Regions from separate parts of the Mustela erminea genome. Here region 2 is linked to region 1. The links are chromatin contacts, called in public Hi-C maps. All regions are on one chromosome and are shown on one strand. Each heading gives the region's core, a stretch centred on a gene start, on an enhancer-like site or on the middle of the called end of the contact. The rest is flanking DNA. Distances are from core to core; before and after follow the strand shown. Region 1 holds the start of KCTD12 (BTB/POZ domain-containing protein KCTD12). Region 2 overlaps LOC116573981 (a long non-coding RNA gene).

The links. A called contact is a pair of places that touch in the nucleus more often than the background predicts.
Region 2: a Hi-C map of fibroblasts shows a contact between it and region 1, with 3 times the contacts expected there. The contact joins the enhancer-like site here to the promoter of KCTD12 in region 1. A contact is called at or near these places in 2 of 3 Hi-C or Micro-C datasets (fibroblasts and spleen).

What each region holds. Positions count from the first base shown.
Region 1 is chr15:30,734,448-30,740,909 of mMusErm1.Pri, reverse strand. KCTD12 (BTB/POZ domain-containing protein KCTD12) reads right to left here and starts at 5,154. Exons shown (of 1, transcript XM_032314458.1): 1 at 1-5,154. The coding sequence starts at 4,740. The coding sequence ends at 3,757. It overlaps LOC116573981 (a long non-coding RNA gene), which reads right to left and starts at 5,791. Exons shown (of 4, transcript XR_004279088.1): 1 at 5,599-5,791.
Region 2 is chr15:30,802,404-30,808,324 of mMusErm1.Pri, reverse strand. LOC116573981 (a long non-coding RNA gene) reads right to left here. Exons shown (of 4, transcript XR_004279088.1): 4 at 2,080-4,162. Among named protein-coding and RNA genes, the nearest start is that of KCTD12, 70 kb to the right of the region's middle. Within about 2 kb of position 4,249, the one cell type or tissue checked has open chromatin away from gene starts, as enhancers often do. A contact at or near this core is called in fibroblasts, where this site is marked.

The sequences.
Region 1 (6,462 bases), core at 3,905-6,404:
CTGAGAATTCAGATTGTGCATTTCCTCAGAGAAGCAACAGGCCCCATATATGGATCTGGTTTGAAATGAAGACAATTTTGGCTAGTTTCACAAATTTTCAGTTTGCTATCAATGCCAAAAAAAAAAAAAAAAAGGCCAAAAAAAAAACAAAAAATAATGCCACCACCACTACCACAAAAAAAAAAAAAAAAGGAAAGAAAGAAAGGAAAAAAAAAAAAAAAAAGCAGCAGCAGCACAAGAATAAAAACAGTACAGAAAGGGAAAAAAAAATTTTCCAAAAATTTCCAAGTCTCACACCTCTAAGGAATATTTTCCACAACATACAATCTGAAAAATTAGACTGAATATAGTTCATGGTCTACATGTACTTTAAAAATAGGCAACTTATCCAACTCCTGGTGCAAAAGCACTGGACCAGGTTACCTGTGTCTCTAACCACCACTGCCAACGATCTTTTTTTTTTTTTTAATAAAATTTGTTAAATCTCATGTCACTCACTTGTACTGATGAACCAAACAGTCATTAAAGCCATAACATAGGTAATTGCACGCTATACTGGGTCAGTTTCATGCAGTCATAATTACGTGAAGAATTTATAACATTCTCCCGGGTTATCTGAATGGTGTCTTTGGAGGGCTTACTGGTACGGACCCTTGATATCCCATCCAAGATCAGAGGTGACAAATAACACTCCAGCCCACTTTGTAGATCACAAAGGGTCCTTCTGTGGCCCACAGTACAGGAAAGAGAAGGGACCCAAAAGCACCCATGCTAAGTCACCTAGCCACAGTAATCTAAGCCACCCAGCACAGAATGAGTTTCCCACCCAGCCTTCACGTAGGGCTGAAAGTAGAATATTTGCATTTTTCGACTGCCAACCTTAGAGGAAACAGTCATTCCTAGGAAAAGAAGTCAGTATATGATCTCTGATCATTTAAATTCCCAGTCTTTGACATAATGCAAAGGGAGGGGAACATTGCTGGGCAGCCAGAATGTGAGGGAAAGTAAAATCCATGTGCCCAAAGACGCAGAATAGTTCAACTCAAAGTTTTACGACAGAAAATTCATTAAGACTTGAGTGGCACAAACAAAACTTTAGCACTGTCCCACGACTCCTGGAATTGTGCAGATTTAACAGAGAAAATCAGAATCCGAGTCTTGCCACCTCTCAGTGGCTTTGAACTGTCCTAAGATGTTCTCACATATTTGTTGTTTGCCAAACAATCTAACAGAACACCACATAGGGTAGAGAAATCTGTGATGCTCTTTTGTCCAGAAAGTGACTTTGCTAAATCATTTCAGGCTTGAAACAGAGATAAGCTCTGTTGCACTACCTACTCTGAGAACACACCCAACTTATACGCAAACACAACTTCCTGGATTTCTACTTCCATTTCCCTTACAATTATAGTCTTTATATACCAACCTAACTTTACCTTTCTAAAAATGTAAGTCCAATGAAAAGACCTCAAATCTGTTTACCAATTAAAAAAAAAAAAAAAGAATTAGTGGGTTAAAAATAAAAGTACCTTCTTTTTAAGTGGACAGTTAACTGACATATTATTAGTACATAATTAATAGCCAAGGAAAAAAGTATGGAGCAAACTCAGTTTTATAATCACATCTTTTTTCCTAACCCAGTGTCCCCAGAGACAAGGATCTAAGAAACTCATGAAAACATGTTGCTTTAGTATATACACCATCTGATGCACGTTACTGGGAGTAAATATAGGAAATTATTTAGCATTAGTAAATGAATTAAAAAACTAAATGATTCGTGTAAAATGTTTATATATGGTATATACAGGTTGGATCACATGAGTTGTAAGAATAAAACTGTTCCAATTCTTAGTATCTGTTACGGACATAGTAAGATACAGTACAAGATTCATTTTTAAAAAGAAGAAAAAATAGCACTAATTTGAACACTGAAAACGACTCTTACAAAATCTTTAAAAACATACTTCAGAGGAACTGCTGTAACTCATGAAAAAGGAAAGGCTTCTCTGTCATCACAGAATATCCAAAGGAGCCTCACAGCATGAAAAGACAAGGATGCACTTCCCTTCACCTAAAGTGTAGATAGAATATGCAGTGGGGATTTATTCCATGTTAGAGTAAAGGTATAAGGCAACCAGGTCTCCTTCTGTTTCTCTTGCATTTACCTAAAAACACGATTTTATTGCTGAACCCACTTGTAAGCACTTTCTTGCCTTTGTTTACAAACGTTTCATTGTATAGCTATGTACAGATGGGCAGCCCTGGGTGCTTCTGTCTCTCTGCAGCTCTGTCACCCGAAGAGATTCCACCTTAATTTCAAACCATCTGCAGGAAGAAGTGGCATTTTCAGGTTTTCGGGGTTTGCCCAGAAGTCAACATTGGCTGGGCTTGAAGAAAATAAGGATTTTTAAGAAGAGATCTTAAGTTTAAGTAACCAAGACCAAACAGATTTTGCTCGTTAATAGATCTTAAAATCAGGATGTATAATCAACAAGAAAATAAAGTTCAGAAAAACCTAAACTAAAGTTCAAAAACTACTGGGTAACTCTTTGGTTAGGTTATGTAAGTATCAGCAACTTCTAAGTTTAGGACTCAAAACAGTTAGTTCAATAAACTGCCAGATAAGAGTAGATCTGTTACTAATCTTTACAAAATGCTTTGCATGTTTGTGTGTACTATTTTTTTTTAAATGTGCGTGTACTCAAACGGATGGCACAAACTTCCAACTTTCAAATAATAAAGGAATGTGTCTGCTCCCCCCTTCCCACCCCTTCACCCCTCCTTCCTCCCTCCCCATCCCACCCCCCAAGTCTTACAAGCTAAGGTCCTACTGCCATTCACTGCAACAATACGGGCTTTCCTAATACCCACGACGTGCATTATGGCTACCCAGCTCCGGGTACGGTCACAGCCAGGTGGCTTCCCGCAGTGCCGGGTGACCTGGGCTGTCTCGCCCTTGCCGGCGTCAGCACTCTTGCTCCCTCTCGCCGGTAAAGGCAGCCATGTCGACCTGTCGAACTAAGGGAAGCGGGCGCTGGAGCCAAGGAGAAAGGATGCCTCCCCACGCAGGAGGGTAACTTTCTACAAGTTTAAGCCACAGGCGAAGACTTTTCATTGTGCACGGAAAAGATACGATCCTTCATTGTGCCAGCACTAGATTCTTTTCCTACTTCTACCTATTCACGTGTCAAAACTTTATTCATTCCGTAGTCTCTGTCTCCACGGGATCCTAATTCCAGGTCCAGAGTCTTCCATCCAGCTCTCTCAAACTCTACCTTTAAAGAGGGTCACAAAGGCTACGTAATGACCTTTGAAAACACTAACTAGTCCCAGTGTTACCAATTCTGATCACTCGAGCCCCGAAAAGAGTCAAAAGAGCTTGGGATTTCAGGGAATCTTCTACACACTGGACAGAGTCCCATCAGGTTCTGAACAATTCTGCCATTCCCAGATACTTGGTGACTTTGTGGCCACACTGCCTCATTAGATCCAGACTGAAGGACAATCCAGGGGAGGGGTGGTTTGAGTCAGTGGGGCAGAGGAAGCACTGGAGGGGGTACATCGGGGCTCTCTCGGTTAGCGGGGTCCAAAGAAGACGAAGAAGCCGAGAGGATCTGCGGCTGCAGGTTCTCAAGTGGGGCGTAAGTGGGCCTGGCCCAGCTACTAAAGGTGGGAGACAGGGGCATGGAAAGGCGTGGGGTAGGAGCAGGAAGGTGGGGGATGGGAGCGCTGGAGTCGCGAGGGGGTCTGGGGAGCTCACTCCCGGCAGAAGACGTACTCCGTGTAGCTGGTCCAGATCTTGTCCTCGCTCTGGTCGGTGCTGCTGGCGAAGGCGCAGGTGCCCGTGGAACTGCACGCCACCATGTGGAAGCCCGACTCGGACAGCTTGTCGAAGGCCTGCTCCAGGAAGTTGAACTTGAGGTAATAGCGCGAAGTGTAGCGCTCGGGAGGCCGGTCCGGGTCCCGGCTCTCATTCAGGGTGTCGCCGAACACCTCCTTGGCCAGCGACGTCTTGCCGCACACCGTGATGCGTGCCACTCGCCGGAACTTGGCGTCTGCCTGCGCGTCCCGCCCGATGGTGTAGGAGCCGCGGTAGCCGATGGTGATGTAGCCCGAGCGCCGGCTGCCGTCCAGCGACTGGGACGGCGTGAGCAGCGGGCCGGCCGCACCCCCGGACGGGCTGCGGCTAGCCAGCTCCAGCGTGGGCGACGGCGCCCCGGCAGACGAGCCCTCCTGCTGCTCGGGCTCCGCGTAGCCGAGCGGCAGCAGCTCGTCGCCCAGCGAGCCCTCCTTCTGCACTCCGCGCCGCGAGTGCGGAGGCGGCGGCCCGGGGCCGGGCTGCTGGGGCGCCCCGAGGCGGCGCACGAGCTCGGGCAGCTCGAAGTACTCGGCCTCGCGCTGCAGCCGGCTGCGCTCGGGGAAATAGTCGGGCAGCACGAGCTGCAAGTCCCGCAGGTAATCCAGGATGTAGCGGAAGAGGAAGCCGTCTCGGTCAAGAAAGAAGCGGCCTTTGCTGTCCCGGGCCAGCTCCTGCGGCTGCTGCTGCGTGAACATGCGCCAGAGCAGCGAGTCGGGCACCGACACCACGGTGCAGCGCCGGGTCACATACACCTGGCCCCCCACGTTCAGCTCCACGATATCGGGGAAGAGCGGCGGCTCCGCCGAGGAGGACGAGGAGCCGCTGCCGCCCCCGCCGCCGCCCCCGTTGGGTAATCCACGTGTGCTGTCCGCTAGAGCCATGGCAAAGAGGGGGCCGGTCCGGGGTGATGGCAGGGAGCGGGGCCGCGCACCGAAGCCGCCGCCGCCTTTGCCGGACTCTGGCTCAGCCCTGCGCTCCGGCCGCCACCGCCGCCGCAGCCGCCGGGAGCCGCGCAGAGCCCAGCGGTGCAAGCGCGCTGCTGTGCGCCCCCGAGGACCGCGGTGCGCTCGGCCCGCCTCACCCGCGCGCTCCAGGCGAGTGCCGGGTCTCGGCCGGCGCGCGGCTTAAGTAGAGCCGCCCGCTCCGGCGCCGCGGCGCGCAGGAGGCGTGGGCGGCGGTGGAGCGGCGGAGCCTTGCTCCCCCGGGCGGGAGGGGGCGCCGGCGGAGCCAGGAATCGATTTGCATCCTAAACGCTGACGCCGCGCCCGGCTGCTGGCTCCACCCCGGCTCGCGCGCGTCGGGGACGACCCGACTCCCCCGCCGCCCCACCTCCACCTCGCCGGGCCCGCGCTCCAGCCCTTCGCGCTCCCGCCCAACTTTGTTCCCCTGCAAAACGGATGGAGCTTGGGACCGGCCGCTCCGGAGGACCAGCTTCCTTCGGAGGGGCAGTCGCGGCGCCCTCTGCCCTCCTAACCCCGCCTGGGAGGAGGACGTGAACTTTCCGGCTCCCCCCGCCCGGGCAGTCCCAGTGCGTGGCCGCCCCGGCCCGGCCGCCTCCGGAACTGGCCACTTTAAACCTCGGAGCTGTGGCGCTGCCCTAGTCGGATGTTGTGTTCCCGAAAGTTCTCAAGAGAGGCCAGAAAGCTGGAGGGACGAAGGGGCCGCCCCAGGCCCGAGGCAGCCAGATACTACGGGCGTTAACGAGTAGTCTCGGAAAAGCCGAGGAACAGAAAACTAACCTCGCGCTCCAGCCGTCGAACTCTCTCCGACAGTTTCTTCCATGGGTGAGGAGGCAAACTCTGGCTGAGAGACCTCAAGGTGGGAGGAAATGAGCTGCTGTGGCTCCCGGAGAAGTCGGGTGCGCTGCAGGAGTGACTTGGTGGCGCGTTGCCGAGGGCGGAGGTCGCGGCCTTCTCCCGTGGCGCCTTCGAGGCCAGGCTGCCGGCGTGTGGTGAGGCCGAAGGAACCACTGAGCCTCCCGGTCCCCTTCAGCCTTCGCTGAATCTCGCGGTAAAATAAGCAGGTTTTGCAGATCTAACGTCATTTGGGAAAACCACCTTTCCGCCCCTGCGTGTTTCTCCTCTCAAAGGGCACATGCACCGCCGTCCTTCCAGGCGGTCCTCTGAAGGTTGCCTCTAAGTCTCAGGGCCTCTGGACTTGTGGAGGCCCCTCTGGGATCCTGGTGCCCTGAATCCTCCCTCCCCGCATTCACCCGGCGCGCTGCAGCCCAGAGGACTCCTTCTGCCGCACCTCGCCAACCCTTCCCTGGCTTCGCAAGGCCGAGCAGCCCGCTGGATTGCTCCATCCACGTGCCAGCCCAGCCAGGCCCAACACATTCAGAAATTTCATGTTGGTGATGATCTGATCCTGACTTCGGAAAATAAGAGCGCTACTGAGCACTGAAGAACGAGAACAGAAGAGAGGGCGGAGGGAGGATCTTAAGAAATCCCCATGTCCATGAATAGTTCTGCACCGCTCTTTGCCAAGGCCCTATAGCGAAGAATGCAAGGTTGACATAAGATCCAAAGTGCTTTCCGCGCAGCCCAGCAGGCAAAGGGTCAGAAGTCCGAGCGGTTGTCAGATCAGTTTGAAGTACATACCGT
Region 2 (5,921 bases), core at 3,000-5,499, 68 kb before region 1:
AATACCACTCCCTTTATCTTTCTGAGCCTACACCCTTCTCATAACTGGGACAACTAATTAGCCCAATTAATTATTAAGATACAGTTGTAAAGAGTAAGGCTTAAGGAGTAGAATCAAGTAGAATCACTGTATTAAGTGCCAGGTATGCAGAAGCTATTAATGTCATTATTATTTATATTTACTTGTATTTGCTCGATTGTGCCCTTTAAGTACAGGAACAATATCTGATTCATCCTTTTAACTTCAGCATTAAACATGAGTTCCCAGAAGACATGGACTATGTCAAATTTATCTCTGCATCCCTCACCCAGAACTGTGATGGTTACTTCATGCAGGGAAACTATCCTTAGTATTAATATTTTTACTTACTAACTCTCACCTCCAAAGCAAGGATGGTGTCCGTTAAATCTTTCTCTGGAATCTAGAAAGGTGGCCTATATATACTAGGCCCTCAGCAATAGTAATTAGTAAACTAATTTCTCAAAAATATATAAATTAAATCAATAAACCAGTTTCTCTCTGGTAGGTAGTTGATGTGATTCTGGTCATGGGGACTGGTGGGAGGCAGGGGTCACTAGAGAGCAGGTGAGTCTGTGAGGCGATCTGGATTCCAAATCAATAGCTGCCTGGAGTTCCCAGACCCCCTACACCACATATGGGGCATTGCTCCTCACAACCACCAGAACATTCTTTGGAGATGGCGCGTTCTCTAGTTCCCACTGTGTTGTTAAAAGTACACAATATAGCCTAACCAGCTACCTCAAAAAGTTGTCATGAAATTCATCTAGTGCAAAAAAGTTGATAGAATGCAAGTTTTTCTGGGAAATGGACTGGTACTGCTATATCACCAGTTTACTTTATGTCACAAAATAATTATCATCTTTCCCTAATTTCCAGAGTCATAAATAGAAACAGTGCCTCTAATTTTGATGTTGTCATTTAAAAAGTGAAAACAGTACTAAAAAAAAAGTCGATGTGAAATGATATACACATATGGAGAGATGCTGTTACACATATGGAGAGATGCTGTTACCGTTATGGTTGTTCTTACAAAAGTCCCCTCCAGTCTTCTTTGTCGTCAGTACCTTGGGTTCGTCCTTTCCCTTCATCTGGTGGGAGATGCTGTGTCCCATTCTTCCCCTGGGTAAGGTACGGCCATGTCTTACTTTAAAACATTATTATTAAGACAAATACTCTTCTACTGTATGTTACATCAAGACAAATATCTTACCTAAAGACAAATATTTTTATTATTAAATTGTCCATTTCTTGGAAACACCCCCAGAAATGACTCATTTCTTCGAAAAGGTCATAAAGCACTCCACTTTGTCCAAGACATAGCTGAATCGCACGCCAGTGACTACCTGGTGATAAGTCACATTTCAGTTTCTTAACAGTGTTTCAACCATGAGGAGACTCATAAACTGCTTTTGAAATGAAAAACGGGAATTGGGAGGAGAAGGCGGGGCAAGAGCTTAAATGAGAAAAATAGGTTGAAATTAAACTTGGACGTAGCTGGAGGAAATGTAGTTCAATTACACCGTATATAAATAATTGCCCTGGTTACACACCTAAAGAAGTTTGAAAGAAGGTGCAGGTCACGTTAGAAGTGTCACCAGGAGGGTCTGTCCAGCTGAAGGCCAAAGGACCCTCAAAGTGACATTTACTTTGGGGCTCCCTCCCTCGGACAAGGCCAGTCGTCCCCTTTAAAGATCTGCTATTCCGTCTTGTCAGCACACGCAACGAATTCAGCTCTTGAGGACGGAAGTTCACAGGAGATAGAGGGAGAAACAAGAAAGGCAACATATTCACTTACACTGAGCCTTGCGGCTTTCAGGACCCTCGTGCGTGTCTCATCAGGCCAGCCCGGAAATACAGCCTAAAGGTGGTTCGCTTGGTGTGCCCCGCCGAAGAGCGGGCTGTAGGATTCTGATGACAGCCTTTCCGTCCGTCCCTTTCCAGCACAGAACACACCTGCCTCTAGGAGTCAGTGCGTCAAGCTGGGGGAAATGGGCGCCTTTTGCCTTCCTACTGTGCCACCCTTGGCCTCTCTTGTCCCTTGGTCTCCTGCCTCCCACCGCCACCCCCCCCCCAACTGGATGGCACAGTCTTTCTCATTCTTCATCATATCGATCGGGTCAAGCAAGGGTCTCAAGCTTCCTGTTGACAGCATGTGAAATGCTTTCTGTCTCAGGTGACTCTTGCCACCGTTTGATCTCCACGACCATGCGATACAGTTATTCAAGTTGTCAGCTCTCTTTATAAGAGGTCCTGTTGCTTTTGCCCAGAGCAGAATATATATGTTAGGCCTGGTTTTTGAGGCAGATGTTACTTGTTTGATGGTGTCATCTGTAAGTCCTTAGGTTTCAAATTCCATTGGAGGACAGATATCCTTATTATTAAATTGACTTCAGAAGCACAGATTTCTTGCCAAAGGAAGTCTGGAGGAGGAGACATTGTAACTAAAAGAACAACTGGTACCTGCGACACAAGAACGTTGCTGAAATAACAATGGACTAGAATTCGGAGTACCTGGGTTCTCAACCTCCCCCTCACCCTCTGATGGCCAGAAGGAGGCCAGCATCCACGACCTCCCACCAGGAACCAGATCAGCCAGCAGCAGCATCTCAGATTCCCGGCCTCCAAAACTATGAGAGATAAACATTTGTTGTTTAAGCTACATAGTCCATGATATTTTGTTTTAGCTCTGTAAGACACCCAAAGCCCTACAGTTAGGACCAGGTCCAAACCCTTTGCTAAAAGAAGTGGCACAAATGGCTGAAGAAATCGCCCCCAGGGCAGCCTACTAAATGCCAACAGTCCCAGATCTTGGGTTCCGCTACTCGGAGGGCAGAATTAGAAATTAATTTGTGTCAGTGCCAGTCCTACTCCCAAAAACGTAGCCAATGACCTAGATGGTCTAATTCAGAGGACGGACACTCCAAAGGCCACCTTCGGCAATAGTATCTCCCTGGCCTGGGAGCCAACAAGCTGGGCACGTGCCCAGGCACCATTCACAAGTCCATTCCTCTGGAATCAGCTCTGTTTCTTCCTGGGGCTCTCTGTCAAACTGCATATCGCACTGAGCTGGGAGGCAGAAGCTCAATGCTCCAAGCCGGCCCACCAGATGTAGCTGCCAAGCAAGAGAGAGCCCCAGAGGCCTGGAGAAAGAACGGCCGGGGACCGGAGGGAGGGAACTGGTGAGAGGGAGGAAGCAGATGGGGCCACCACCAACTTCTCCCGGCGCTGGCCCGACTCCACAGTAGAGAGGTCTGCTCCTGGCTTGAGTCAGGGAGCTAAAGCCATTATTTCTAGCTTACAGCCTGCCCAACCAGGCAGCACCCCTTGCCTGGGAAGGTAACCAGAAGAAACTGGGAGCACAGCACAGTGGGGACACTGCTACAGCAGATGGTGGCCATGTGAGCTGGGGTGGCAGCCTGTTTGGAGGAGATTCTGTTCTGCTTTAACGGCATCTGCTTCAGAGCGAGCCAGAGCCTTCAGATCTGCTGACTCCGCTGCTCCTGGATCCAAGTCGGTCACCGGCTCGGCATCCGGACCCCTCAGCCTTCGGGCAGGCTGCGCGGAGCTCAGGCAGAAGATGGAATTTCCCCTTCCTGCCTCGTTAAAGGAACCATCCAAGTTCACTTCTCCAACAAGAGTAATTTGGGCTGAATTGAGTCTTGAGCAGCGATGAGCCGAGGCATCGAATGGCGCGAGCCTTCCTGTGTCTTAGTAAGAAGCACACTGGAGTCAGAAAGAACTCGCGGCACACATCCTCCCTCCCCGGGGGCGCGTGCAACTCCATCTGCCGCTTCACGTGCGGAGTGCTATGGATGGCAGTCACTTCTAAAAACCGTTAAAAAAAAAAAAAATTCTTTCCAGGCCATACTTTGCATTTTTACCTCCACTGAGCATATCACCAGGCACCAAGCAGAGAATACTACGGGTCACGAAATCTCACTAGCTTTAGATGTTTCTATGTTTGGGGAGTGGGCCATTCTGGAGGTTTCCTCTGGAATACCCAGATAATGGAGGGGTCACACTGATGTTTCTTATAACATCTCTCTTAATACCCCTCCTTAGTTTCCCCAGTGTGGACCCCGCTGTCATTTCAGCTTCTTCAGCTCCATGTCGGGCTTGAGATTTGTAGTTCCAGTGTGGGCTGTGAGGAGAAAAATGTAAGAATGAGATCATAGGTCTTACTAAACCCCACTGCCCCAAAACACAATGAGCCGCTTTTGGCAGCCCGGCCAGTTGGACAGGAAGGCCAGCGGCTGAGGAACAGTGCCAAGCTTTAGCTAAGAGCTCGGTGTTGAAAGGTTTCAGGCAAAAATCCTGAAGCAGAGAAGTGAAATGCTCAGGGAGTAGAGCCCCACAAATCGTGTTTATTGGATCGTCTCTGGCTCCCAGCACCCCAGTCTCCATTTCCACCAGGCAAACAGAAATGAACACAAACTTTGAGCCACCTCACCCTCCCGACCCTCCCCAAGCGACCCAGGCTTGCAGCAGGCTCAGACTTCTCTCACTTCCCTTCTAAACACAAGCCCTCAGCACCCTCCACTCCACCCAGAAGGTAGGTGGCAAAGAGCCAGGCTCTGGCGCAGACAGAGCAGCAGAGACACGAGAAACAGAGCGCTGGGCATGTGGGCCACTGCGGGGCGGGCAGAAGGGAAGGTGGTGTTGCAGGGAAGGTTCTGCAAGCCCTTGAAGTTTAAGGCCCCAGGAATTGCAACTTGGAAGGACCTCTGTCTGCTTTGGTCATTTACTGCTAGAAGCCCTAGCTCAGAGTGAGTCGTGGGAACCCAAGATTACACAGAACTCAAACTCAGGTCTCCTGGGCCCTCTCTGCCCACTACTCCTCACAGTTCTCTTGTGTGCCGGGTAAGAAGAAAAAGGAAGAGGATCACGGAGCAGGAACATCTGAGAACCTCTAGCTCCAGGGTCTTCGGAATCAGAAATTGTGCGCTTTTCATCTGTTCTACTCCGAAGACATGTCCTCATCTCCTCGTGCCCAGTTGGAATGGAGTGGGGCCAGGACAGAGCTCAGCCCATGTCTGGACCCCAGGGTCTCCTTCTTGCAGCCTGGACAGCCTTGCAGCTACAGAGGAAACATGTGGAAACTTAGAAAAAAGGAAGCTGTGGCTTAGCATTAGCAGGCAGCATACAGAGACACAGGGCTGAGAGCTGAAGCTCACCCGCAGCTTAGATCCCTATGTCACCCACCATCTCCAAAGCCGCTGTCCAGAAAAGCTAGTGTGAAATAAGGTCGATTTCTTTGCCTCTCCTTACAGGGTTTCGAGAGCTTTTAAAAGAAAAAAAAAAAAAGTTTCATCTTCTTTAGATTGTGGATCTTTTTCTTTTTTAAGATTTTATTTATTTATTTGACAGAGATCACAAGTAGACAGAGAGGGAGGCAGAGAAAGGGGGAGGGAAGCAGGCTCCCTGCCGAGCAGAGACCCTGAGATCATGACCTGAGCCAAAGGCAGAGGCTTAACCCACTGAGCCACCCAGGGGCCCCTGTGGATCTTCTTATAGCACAAAAACCTAGAATTTTAACTCAGGGCCATGCCACCTCATAAGAAATGCAGATTCACGGTGAAATCCAATACTCCAGAATTTTTCTTGTGGGTCCTCCGGATGTCGTTATTGCCTTGGTACACAGAATGTACCAAGATAGCAGAGACTGCTCTTTGTGCTACAGGCCAGGGATCTCAGATACATCAGGCAAAGGAGATGTTATTATTCCCATTTTACAGACAAATAAAATGAGGCTGAGAATTACCGGTTGCATGATCTGCCTCAGATCTTACAGCTGGTCCCAGGGCTGTGATTCCAACACAGGTTTGAGTCCGAAGCTGGTTTCATTCCCAGCCGTGGCTCCCTCCACCCACCTCCAGTACCAGCGGCCGGAACTCAGTCAC